2 separate regions of the Hordeum vulgare genome follow, and region 2 is linked to region 1. The links are chromatin contacts, called in public Hi-C maps. All regions are on one chromosome and are shown on one strand. The core of a region is the stretch at or near the end of the contact, and the rest is flanking DNA. Distances in the headings are between cores, read along the strand shown.

Region 1 (5,382 bases), core at 1,570-4,069:
CGAGACAAGCTTGACGAAATGGTCGTTCAGAGCAATTCCAGCCTTAGCATCAAAGATGCTGGACCTAATAAATGATAAAATATAGAATGGAGAACAGTTACTATCTGATAACGCTCGGTAGCTTTTGCCAGCAGCATTACGACATTGAGCATACCTGCTGTCACCAACGAAGTCGGTGGAGACCAAATCTTCCTCAACGTAACCCATGATACCCTTGAGCTTTCCCTCGGAAGCAGCCCTGAAAATAATTTGCGTACTCTATTAGTGACATCTGGGAACGATATTCGTAGAATCGTCACACATGCGCAGGCAGGCAGGAATTATAAGCAGGACTTTCTCAACAACTCTTCTACTTCTCATAGGAGATGCCCCAAGATCAAAGACTTACTTGATAGCCTTCTTGATGTCATCATATGATGCAGCCTTCTCGGTTCTAACAGTGAGATCAACAACTGACACATCCACAGTGGGAACCCGGAAAGACATACCGGTAAGCTTGCCATTCAGCTCAGGAAGAACCTTACCAACAGCCTGAAACCCATCATAGCATTAGGTCAATAGAACAAAACTGCAATCAATTGATCAAGTCCACTGGGAGCTCACAAATGAAATAAGCATGCACAATGTTTAGTGTATCATTTCACAATCATAGAATAATCTCCAAAGAAAAACATGGACCCAATATGCACAACATAAGCAATAGGTAAAGAAGTAAGCAATCCATTCAAAACAGTGTCTGAAAACAAATGCACAATGCTATTGGTTGCATACCTTGGCAGCACCAGTGCTGCTGGGGATGATGTTAAAGCTTGCGGCCCTGCCACCTCTCCAGTCCTTGCTTGAGGGACCATCAACGGTCTTCTGTGTGGCTGAGAGGCAAGTTCACCAATGTCAAGTTAATGAGATTACTAAGGCAGATAACTTGAGAGCACAGCCAACAATATCTTACCAGTGATGGCATGAACAGTGGTCATCAGACCCTCAATAATACCAAAGTTGTCATTAATGACCTGATGAATGATAATAAACATCATTACAAAATGAACCACAATCCCAGTAGTAGTGAAGGTAAGATGATGACCAGAAACAGAACATACCTTAGCTAGGGGAGCAAGGCAGTTAGTGGTGCAGCTAGCATTTGAGACAATGTTAACATCCGAGGTGTACTTGTCCTCATTGACACCAACCACAAACATAGGGGCATCTTTGCTTGGGGCAGAGATGACCACCTTCTTGGCACCACCCTAATATTCAATGAACAATGCAAGTTATAATCACTTCACTAGTGTTGGAAATACATTGCAAAAGCTAAGTCCCTGAAGAACAGTGGCACTCTTATACAGCTAGCACCAAAAAATAATTAAAATAAGCTACTAGAATAACCCAGCATTTGAGATAAACCAATAAAATTGATGGTCACTGTGATACTGAGTGGACTACCATGAATTCAGTGTTTACTACTAGCACACCTGAAGCAACCAAACACACAAAACAATTCAGAACAAACGGCATTACACTCTGCTTTACACTCCCCTGTGTGTGTTCATTTTTTATCATGTTTTCACACACTAAGAAGAAATAAATATATATGGAGCAGGACACATTTTCTAATTGAAATTCAATAATACAAATGGATTCTTTCTCAGCCTCGTATTCAAAGGATCAGAAAAGGCACATATATATAGCTCGGAACTAATGTGTGAATGAGCGAAAACCAGAACGTCAGTTATACCTTCAAGTGAGCAGCGGCCTTGTCCTTGTCAGTGAAGACACCGGTGGACTCCACAACGTAATCAGCACCAGCCTCACCCCACGGGATCTCCTCAGGGTTCCTGTCAAGAGAACATCAAACATTAGCTTGATAACTTAACAGACACAAACCTTCCGAAAAGGCTATAATATCAATACTACCTGACGCCAAAGACAGTAACTGGCTTCTCGCCGAAGAGCAGCGTCTTGTCGTCTTTGAGCTTGATGTCACTGTGCTTCCAATGGCCGTGAACTGTGTCGTACTTGAACATGTACGTCTGCACATCACGCGAACCACAGAATTCAACTCAATTAAACAAACCAACCGAGCAGAATCATGATATCTCTTTTTGCGGTAGAGGATCATGATATCTGAAGGCATGCTACAGAGGCCGACTAATACTACTAGCATAATCAGGCAAGCAAACAAACAGATCACAGAAGCAGAAGCAGGCCTCATGGAACAACAGAAGCAGGTATGCTAACAGAAGAAATCACAGGTAAAACCCCACAAACATTTTAGACCACCAGATCTAGCTACCAGAGCGGGTGGAAATCGCAGATCGAGTGGCATACCATGTACTCGGTGGTGATGAAGGGGTCGTTGACGGCGACGAGCTCGACATCGTCGCTCTGGAGTGCGACCCTGGCGACGAGCCTCCCGATCCTTCCGAAACCTGAGCAGAAACAGACACCAGATCAAAACAGAGGCACCCACACGGTCACACCAGCACCGATCGGTGAACCTAGATGCGAGCGCGAGAAGGAGACAGAAAACTCACCGTTGATTCCGATCTTAATCTTGCCTGCATGCGCCCCAAACCAAGCAGAAAGAGCAGAAGAGCAAAATCGATCAGCAAAAAACAAGCGTCGTTCAGATCAGGAGAAGAAGCGGCAGGAAATCGACGAGCGATTTACCCATGGCGAAGGAGTGGAACTGACGCCGCGACGCGAGATGGTGGTGGGGAGGTTCGCTGGGGACGGGGGAAGTGTCTGGAAGCGGATATGGAGAGGTGGGGAGGGTTTAAGCGGCCGGTTTTATAAAGCCAGGAGCCCAGGAGAGGAAAAGGCGAAATGGAATATCGAGGAGGCTAAGGCTGGTTTTAATGCGTAGTATGATATATTAGTATCACGTAGTATATGATATTAATGATAGTGCATCCGTAATGCTTAGTATCATATGTTTGTATTATAGGATAGTTTATTTATTGGCATGAAAGACACATAGTAGTATATCATTTTATATGATACGGTATCAGTATATGATACTCAACCCTCTCTTTTCTTACCTCAAAAAATCATCTCTTTCTTCATTTAATTCTATGTCACTTCATCAAAATTGTTTAGTTGGCATGCATGATACTCCTTTCGTTTTTAAATATAAGTCTTTTAAGATGTTTTATTAGGAGTCTACATACGAAGCAAAATGAATGAATCTACACTCTAAAATATGTCTATATACATCCATATATAATACATTAATGAAACTTTTTTAAATACTTATATTTAAAAACAGAGGGAGTACTATATATATATATATATATATATATATATATATATATATATATATATATATATATATATATATATATATATATATATATATATATATATATATGATACTTTCGTTACGGACAGGCTAAACAAATACAGACGAATTGATTTCGCGCAAGGTGCGCGGGTGACCTGTCCCTTCCACAGCTTTCTCCACAGTCCACAGGGCAGAGCCCTCTGGCCGTCCCGATGAGCCGTGGGCCCCGCCGACTGCATGGCCCACGTGTCATCGCGAGGCCTGGAGGTAGGTACGCGCCTGGTGGCTGGCCGCCCGTGGTTTCTCGGGCAAGAAAGGAAAGCAATGCGAGGAGCACCGAGCATTTGCTGCCGTCCGTGCTGTGCGGCGTGGTTTCTCGCGCAAGAAAGAGCAAGGCATTTTTGCTTTCCTTCCGGTGCCTGGAGAAAAATACTCGGCTTTTCAATAACTAGACAATGCCCCGTGCATAGAAAATTTGTTAAACGATATATGAATAAATATTAAAAAAATAATGTTAATATAAAAAGTCATTTTAAAGATATCTTGCTTAATTATCTAAACAAATTAATGCATGAAGATGTGTTTTGCACGAAAAAAATAATGAAAAAAAAACTTAAGATTACATGCATGATTTGATAATATGTTATTGTTGTATGAAGAGGAAATTGAATAATGAGGTCTAGCTATTTAAAAATAGAAGATGCGGCTAAACCAACGAACGAACGCCAAGCGGGCTTTGATCTTTGGTTTGATGAAGGGGAAATTGCTCGTTTTGCTTGGGGCGTGAATGGTGCTCTGCCTACGTGGCTCCGTCTGGTTGGTTCTGTGGCTGTGACTGGGATAGATAGCAGGTGTGGTCCAGAAGGTTGGGTGGCCGCCGACGACGGCAAGCGGCGGCGACCCCCGCGTGTTTGTCCGACGCGGACGGTGTGGAATCCGGCTGCCCGGGATCCTCTGTGGCGTAGATGTCTCTAGCGTCTTTGGTGGCTCGACGCTTTTCCATGTTCGGTTGGGCACTTGCGCTGCTGGGGCAGGACACGTGATTCCTTTTCGAATTGCTGAGGACCGCGGGCACCGCACGTGAAACGGAACGGCGACAGGAATGGGCGGGCACTGAGGATCCCGAGATCTGCGCGCAACGGCCGACGGGCGTCGCGTGGCGCGGTGGGGTCTACGACGACGACCAGCTGCGCATCGAGAGGAAGGATGATGGCCGGATATGCCCGTCCCTCGGTGCGGATAATTTCCGGCCTGCCACCGGGCAGTAGCAGCGAATATGCTGGCATATATGCCCGCTGCCTTTCCAGACGCTTCTCCGAATTTACTATCCGCTCTCAGTTTAGCAGCCTGCTTGCTTTGGTCACTGCTTCGTCACCGCGCACGCTCGATGCAAGTTAGGAAAATGTCACGCTCATCGTTTGTCGGGTTCCCGCGAGCACCGATCGCCGCGCCCGACCGATGTGCGGCGGCGCCCACGGTTATTTACTTAGGGGCTGTTTGGTTCCAGCTTAAGATTGTATGGTTCATTGTCACATTTGTATACCAGATTGTTTGGTTCATTGTCACCTAATCTTAGTCATGCCACAATACTTTAGGCATGTGTTTGGTTCATTGTCACATTTGTGGCTTGCCATACTTCTATAGATATATGGTCCACATGTCATAGACTTAATTTTTTGCCAAATCTTGCCACACTTTTTGTGGCAGCCACACTTTATCTAAGGTTAGTTGTGGCAAAGTTAGTCATGAACCAAACATGCCTTTATTTCTTACCTCCGTCACCGCATTTTTCAAGGCCGGTTCGTCGTTTTGGGCATGAAACACTTGTAAAATATACCCATGTAAGAAAAATACAGATGGGCTGCTTGGTTGATCGTTTTTGGTCATAAAATTTACACTGATTTTCGAGTTTACACCTGTAACAGGCCCGTATTCGATACACACCACAGCCCGTCGTTTTTCTCCACACCCCGTCGTTTTTCCCAGCCTCTTTTCTCGCTGGAAACCTAGATCGGATCAAGGTTGCGCCGTCGGGGGTGCCAGCACCGGTGTCCGCGAGGCGCGACGAAGCAACAACGACGAGGCGAGGCGCGACGACAACG
Region 2 (5,476 bases), core at 683-3,182, 590 kb after region 1:
CACTACCATGTACTACCTACCATGTCGAAGCAGCAATGCTACATACATACTTTTATATGGATTTTACAAACAGATAATTTTGATTGAAGATTAAGAAAGATAAAGGTCTCAGCCCTTAAAAATGAAGGGAGAGGTGGTTAGTTAGAAAAAAAATGCTAATCAGCATGCAACCTTATATAACTCTTTATATGTCTAATATTTTTGCTGACGAAGATGACTAGTCATGACAAAAGGTGACCGTCATCACACATAATAGATAATTATGATTGAGTTGTACATGAAACGTGTTTTCTTTCTCTTACATTCAATTTTCCCTCAATCTTTTTTGATTTGTCTCCTTTCACACGCACTGTGTCTATTCACATAATTGCATGGCTGATGAGACTGAAACTTACGAATAAGTGTTTGTTGCAGGGGAAAACAAATGTGTGACAACTTGCATTCGACAATGATCTGATAACAAAAGGAAGGTGCGATACTTTTCGGGCTTCACGCGTATGCGAATTAATTAATTCTAGATCCTTACCTCATCTCGCCGATTGCCAAATGGGTGCTGTGTTATCCATTTTGCCCTTGCTCTCTCTGTTTTACACATAAGAAATAGTTGTCACAACAACAAAAATTGATTACCTCTCTTAATAAAAAGTATTATTAAGGAAATCGTTAGCTGATAACTGCTCGGTTGGGTGGTGAGTAGGAAATTAATGAGCTAGTCGGCAAGTTAATCAGTCATTTAATTCATTAATCAAGCAATTTATCAGTTAATCGGCTACTCGATGACCCTGTGAGTAGGAATTAATCAGCAAGTTCACTGGTTAGCTGAACGAGTTTTTAAACAAAGATAAAACAATGATTGCATGCACGTACACCTAAAAATATTTTTTCCAAGTTACCCTTCATCTGTTGGTTACATTCTTTGATTACATTTTTTTTTGATATAAATCTCTAGGTTTCAGTTGTTTCGTTTTCTATCGCGGACTCAGGTTGGTAGCTACTATGCCGTGTATCATAGGCAAGGAGCTAAGGAGGCACTGAACACCACAAAAGTATGCACGCCTATGGACCGTCCATTCTACATCACACGTCATGATTGAAGTGGAACACCTATGGCGATAGATGCTCCAAAGCCTACAAATCGATTTACCGTATTTACCCGAACTAGGTAATTGCACATATATTGCAACAGACACGTACAGTAGTGGTTCAACACCAATCTTGTCTAAAATATTCTTTACACCAATTTATAACATTTAACTTAGTAAGAGTATGGATAGGGAAAGCAAGATTTTTTTTGATTTAGTTGGGATTTGATAAGATTGATTTGATTTGATTGAGTTAATGAATGATGTGGTTTAGAAAAACGTCGATTTGGTTTGGACTATTCTAAATTAATATTTTTATGTTAGTTTTTATTTTGTGCAATGTAACATCCCGATGTTCGGAATGTTTAAGAAAAACTTTTTTCAAAAATTAGGGTCAGCAAATTTTGTTTGTTTTATATACTTTAATAAAAGTGTGAATCAAGTTTTTATAGTTTGGCGATTTGAATTTGATTAAATACCAACTTAAATTTAAACTAATGTTTTGTTCTCCACTTTTAGTGGGGTTTTGTTTTTAGCATTTTGATTTATGCACATTTGTATTTTTGGAACTCCTTTTGATTTTTGTTTGAGCTTTCATTCCGGTTTCAGATTTTTCTTTTCAAAAGATCTTATCCATTGTTTTCCTCAAGACTTTGGAAATCCTTAGGCCGAATGTGTCTCTTTCTCAACATGTTTGTCTTTTTTTTCAATGGGCCTTGCCTAATATGCTTCCCATTATTTTCTTTATTTCTTCTCACTTGGCCATTAGCCCATTTGCTTTATACGTGGTAGCTGAACCATTCTTCTTTAGAGATCTTGAGAGAGATATCATGAAAGGAAACGACAACATCTTCCTTAAATTCCCTCTGTTGGACTCCTCCATGCCTTATTTTTCCACTTGCCCATATCCCAACCGCAGAAGGAACGCTTCATCTCTCCACGCGACAAACAAAGAGGAGATGAAACGAGCAAAGAAGACTAAACGTACAGCCACATCTCCAACCATGAAACAGCTTCACCTTCAATTCCCATAAATCTCTATCGTTTTCAGTTTTGAAGAAATCTAGACTTGCACCATGATCTCCTCTCTCATTCTGAGCGGTTCTCATGCCTATTCCCTTCTTCCTGTCTACAAGAGCGCTCCCTATAAAGCTCCATGGACGCGAGGTCGCAATTCCGATGACTCGGACCATCTCCATCCTACTCCTTGCGCCAGGATCTCCTCCTCCATGGCGTGAATCCATTCAAAGAAGGAAGAATGCGATCCGTTGACCACACACCAAGAATTCTGCATGTCCGTCTAAACTGTTTGTCGAGTTCATCGCACCGTTTCGTCAAACTCGGCGAGTCTCTATCCAATTCCTTTTGCACACCTTCTCAACATCACGGATGTTATCTCCTAGACTTCATAGCTCCTCCTATTTTGGTCGATGGGTGCATCGATGCTATGCGTCGTATGAACCAAATACTATATGTTTTTTCCATTGTTTTTCTTTTGTTCATTGCTTGATCTAGCTATCAATAGATGAAACATTTTAAGTGGTCAGAGGACCGAGTTTGTGGTTTTAGATTTTGCATATATATCATATTACATGTTTGTGTAGTTCAAATAGGAATTGCACTACGTGCATATTTCTTGCACAATTTTTTTTCTTGTGTGATGTTCCAAGAGTTACATAAAATTTACTGGATTACTCGTTTGATAACCATATTGTAAAATATATATTCATGTAGTCGTTTGGTTAAGATTGAAGGAGTGTATTCATTGATTAATTTTTGCGTGAATATGTTATTGTTCATATATTCGTGTTATGCCTAGGAGTGCATATTGTCTGTCTCATAATTTTTAATGTGGCAAATGACTTGTTAGATTTATCTTTTTACCGGTTATATTTATTTGCAAATTGTTGAACATGTTTCATGTAATATATTTTCTTTTGCGTGGTATGTCTATGAGTTGTTGCAAATTATTATCATGTGTACGTTTACATAATTTTATCTTAAGCTTTGCATGATTGAAGAATATGTCATGTTTTGATTATGTTCATTTTTCTTTAGCATGGCGATATCTTAGATATATTTTATTTGTTTGTTTCTCATCTTTGTCACATGTGTATTGTACGGATTATTGTTATGGTCATAGTTTGACTTATAGGATATAGTTTATGTGGTGTCTCATGTTGATATAAGTTTTGTTATATGTCATGATGTAGTGTGTTATGCATGTGTATAGAATTTGATGAATTAACATAATGCTTATAATTCTTTTGAATTACTCTAAGCATTGATTGGTTTATTTAAATATGGTTTACGATTTTACATATTCATTTTCATCGTGTCACATGTGTTTTATTTATTTTTATTTAAAGCATGCCATGTTCTAGGTGTTGTTTATTGAAATTATCCGTTGTTACCTAATTTATTACTAATGAAAATGAATTGATATATTATTTTAGAACATAGTCATATTACTTGTTGTAGGCATATTGTTTGCATTTAGAATATGTTTTATATCATGCATAGAGATCATTACTTATGTACGGCATGAGAGTAGCACCTTATTGTGTAGTGCATCTATTAATTTTTAGATGTGTGTTATCTATGAATTGGATGGGTATTTGTTTCATGAAATCGTCTAGATTGCAATGAACGACTAATCCGGTTATGTTATTGTTTGTTTTTCCTTGTATAAATATGTTATATCTTATGGCTGCCTTATTTTGAGTTGTAGTTGAATCGTTATAATTTTTAGAGTTATCTAAATATTTAATCATGGTTGATTATTTCATTCGCTTTTTGATGTGTGACCTTTCTCAAAGCATTTTTTTAATTTGTTTTGTAAGTTCATGCTTGTGGTTATACTTTGTTTGGTAGTGATACATGTTAGAAATGTATCTACCATGTATACTTTAATAAGCATGGTTACTTCTTGTTAATTCCTTGCAATGAAGTTGTGCTTGTATAACTAGATTGTATAGTGTGTGTGTGTACGAGTTCATGTATTAGATCAAGCCTAGTTGTGTATCATATGTTGTTCCTAGTGTAGGTGGTACTAGATATGAAATGCATGTTATCATGAGTATCGATGTTAGAATGGTGTATTCCTTATCTTATAATTTCATGATCTATTATCACTAGGCTACATTCTTAAGTATGGTATGTCCATGTTCTGATATGTCATAGTTACATTCTCGTGTAGTGTGTCATGCCATGCTTGCCCTTAGATTAGCTCATATAAACTAGTTGATGCTACAGTTATGCATTGGTTTGTAATGATAGCAAATTGTGGTAGCTTGTGTGAGGATCATCGCCATGCTTAGCATTATATCTTGATGATCTTATTATTTCATTGTGGTGTGCCTAAGCCTATACATCATGTCATGATAGTGATCTTTCATGTCCTATTATGTTGCATGTGTTATAGTTGAGTACTTATAGTCCCTTGTGCTTCTTATAGATGATTACCCTTGTCACATGTTAGTGTTTTATACTTGATGCAATAGTTCATCCCATGCTTAGGATAGTTTACCTTCATGTTAGTTGAGTTGTGTTGTGGTGTTAGTATGGCTGTTAGGGGTTATTCGTATTAGTTGCTCTTTGGCAGTAATACCATGTCCTAGTTTAGTATCTTCTCATGCTACCTCGTATGTGTGATGATTGTGTTATTAGATAATACCTCTTTTTTATTTTGTACTTACATACCTTGTATGAGACGGGTCTTAATATTGAGTTGCTCAATTAGCTTTGACCATAGTCTTGATTGGTCTTTGTTATAGATTGTTGATGATAGTTGTTATGGTTGATGTTTGGTTCTACTTGATGTTAATCATTGTAAAGATTTAGTAGTATCTAAATATTTATTTGTGGTTAACTTTTATATTTATCATGCCATGTTTTGGTTGTGTAGTTAAAATGCATAGGGTGGTTCCATTCCATGTTTGTTCTTGCCATTGTGGTTACTATATGGCAGTTTCCTATATTGTTAGTCGTGATGTGTTGTAGACACTACTAGTGCTAGTAGCATAATTTGTATCAGAACGTTAGTCCTGATCTCCAAGACTTCGTTAGTCGTGTCAACCTAACCATGTCCCTTGAATCCTATCTCTTACCTTCCTATCGTGCTACCTCATATCGAAATATCCATCTCGATCAATCTCTTGCTATCCATCCACCCTTAATTTGTTTTGGATGTTATTGGAATTAGCTTTTTCATAGGTATTTATTCATTTTACATTTGCTATCGTTATGACGAGTAGGGAATGACGATGTTGGACATGGACAGAAACAGGTTACTGAAGAAGGACTCAATAACGGAGGCATGCCTCCTTCTTTGATCATACTCATCCTATGTTGTATACATTGCATTGAGTTTTATGGTTACAACATGCATGTTT

What was found. Hi-C and Micro-C count contacts between places; a contact is called where the count stands out from the background.
Region 2: a contact with region 1 is called in a Hi-C map of leaf, with 4 times the contacts expected there. The contact joins the enhancer-like site here to the promoter of LOC123413551 in region 1. A contact is called at or near these places in 2 of 6 Hi-C or Micro-C datasets (leaf and seedling).

The regions. Positions count from the first base shown.
Region 1 is chr7H:415,053,005-415,058,386 of MorexV3_pseudomolecules_assembly, forward strand. LOC123413551 (glyceraldehyde-3-phosphate dehydrogenase 1, cytosolic) reads right to left here and starts at 2,820. Exons shown (of 12, transcript XM_045106483.1): 1 at 2,668-2,820; 2 at 2,532-2,555; 3 at 2,326-2,426; 4 at 1,912-2,027; 5 at 1,733-1,832; 6 at 1,098-1,244; 7 at 950-1,010; 8 at 772-869; 9 at 389-531; 10 at 155-238; 11 at 1-64. The coding sequence starts at 2,671.
Region 2 is chr7H:415,641,084-415,646,559 of MorexV3_pseudomolecules_assembly, forward strand. No RefSeq gene overlaps it. Among protein-coding and RNA genes, the nearest start is that of LOC123411024, 190 kb to the left of the region's middle. Within about 2 kb of position 1,933, at least 1 of the 3 cell types and tissues checked has open chromatin away from gene starts, as enhancers often do. A contact at or near this core is called in leaf, where this site is marked.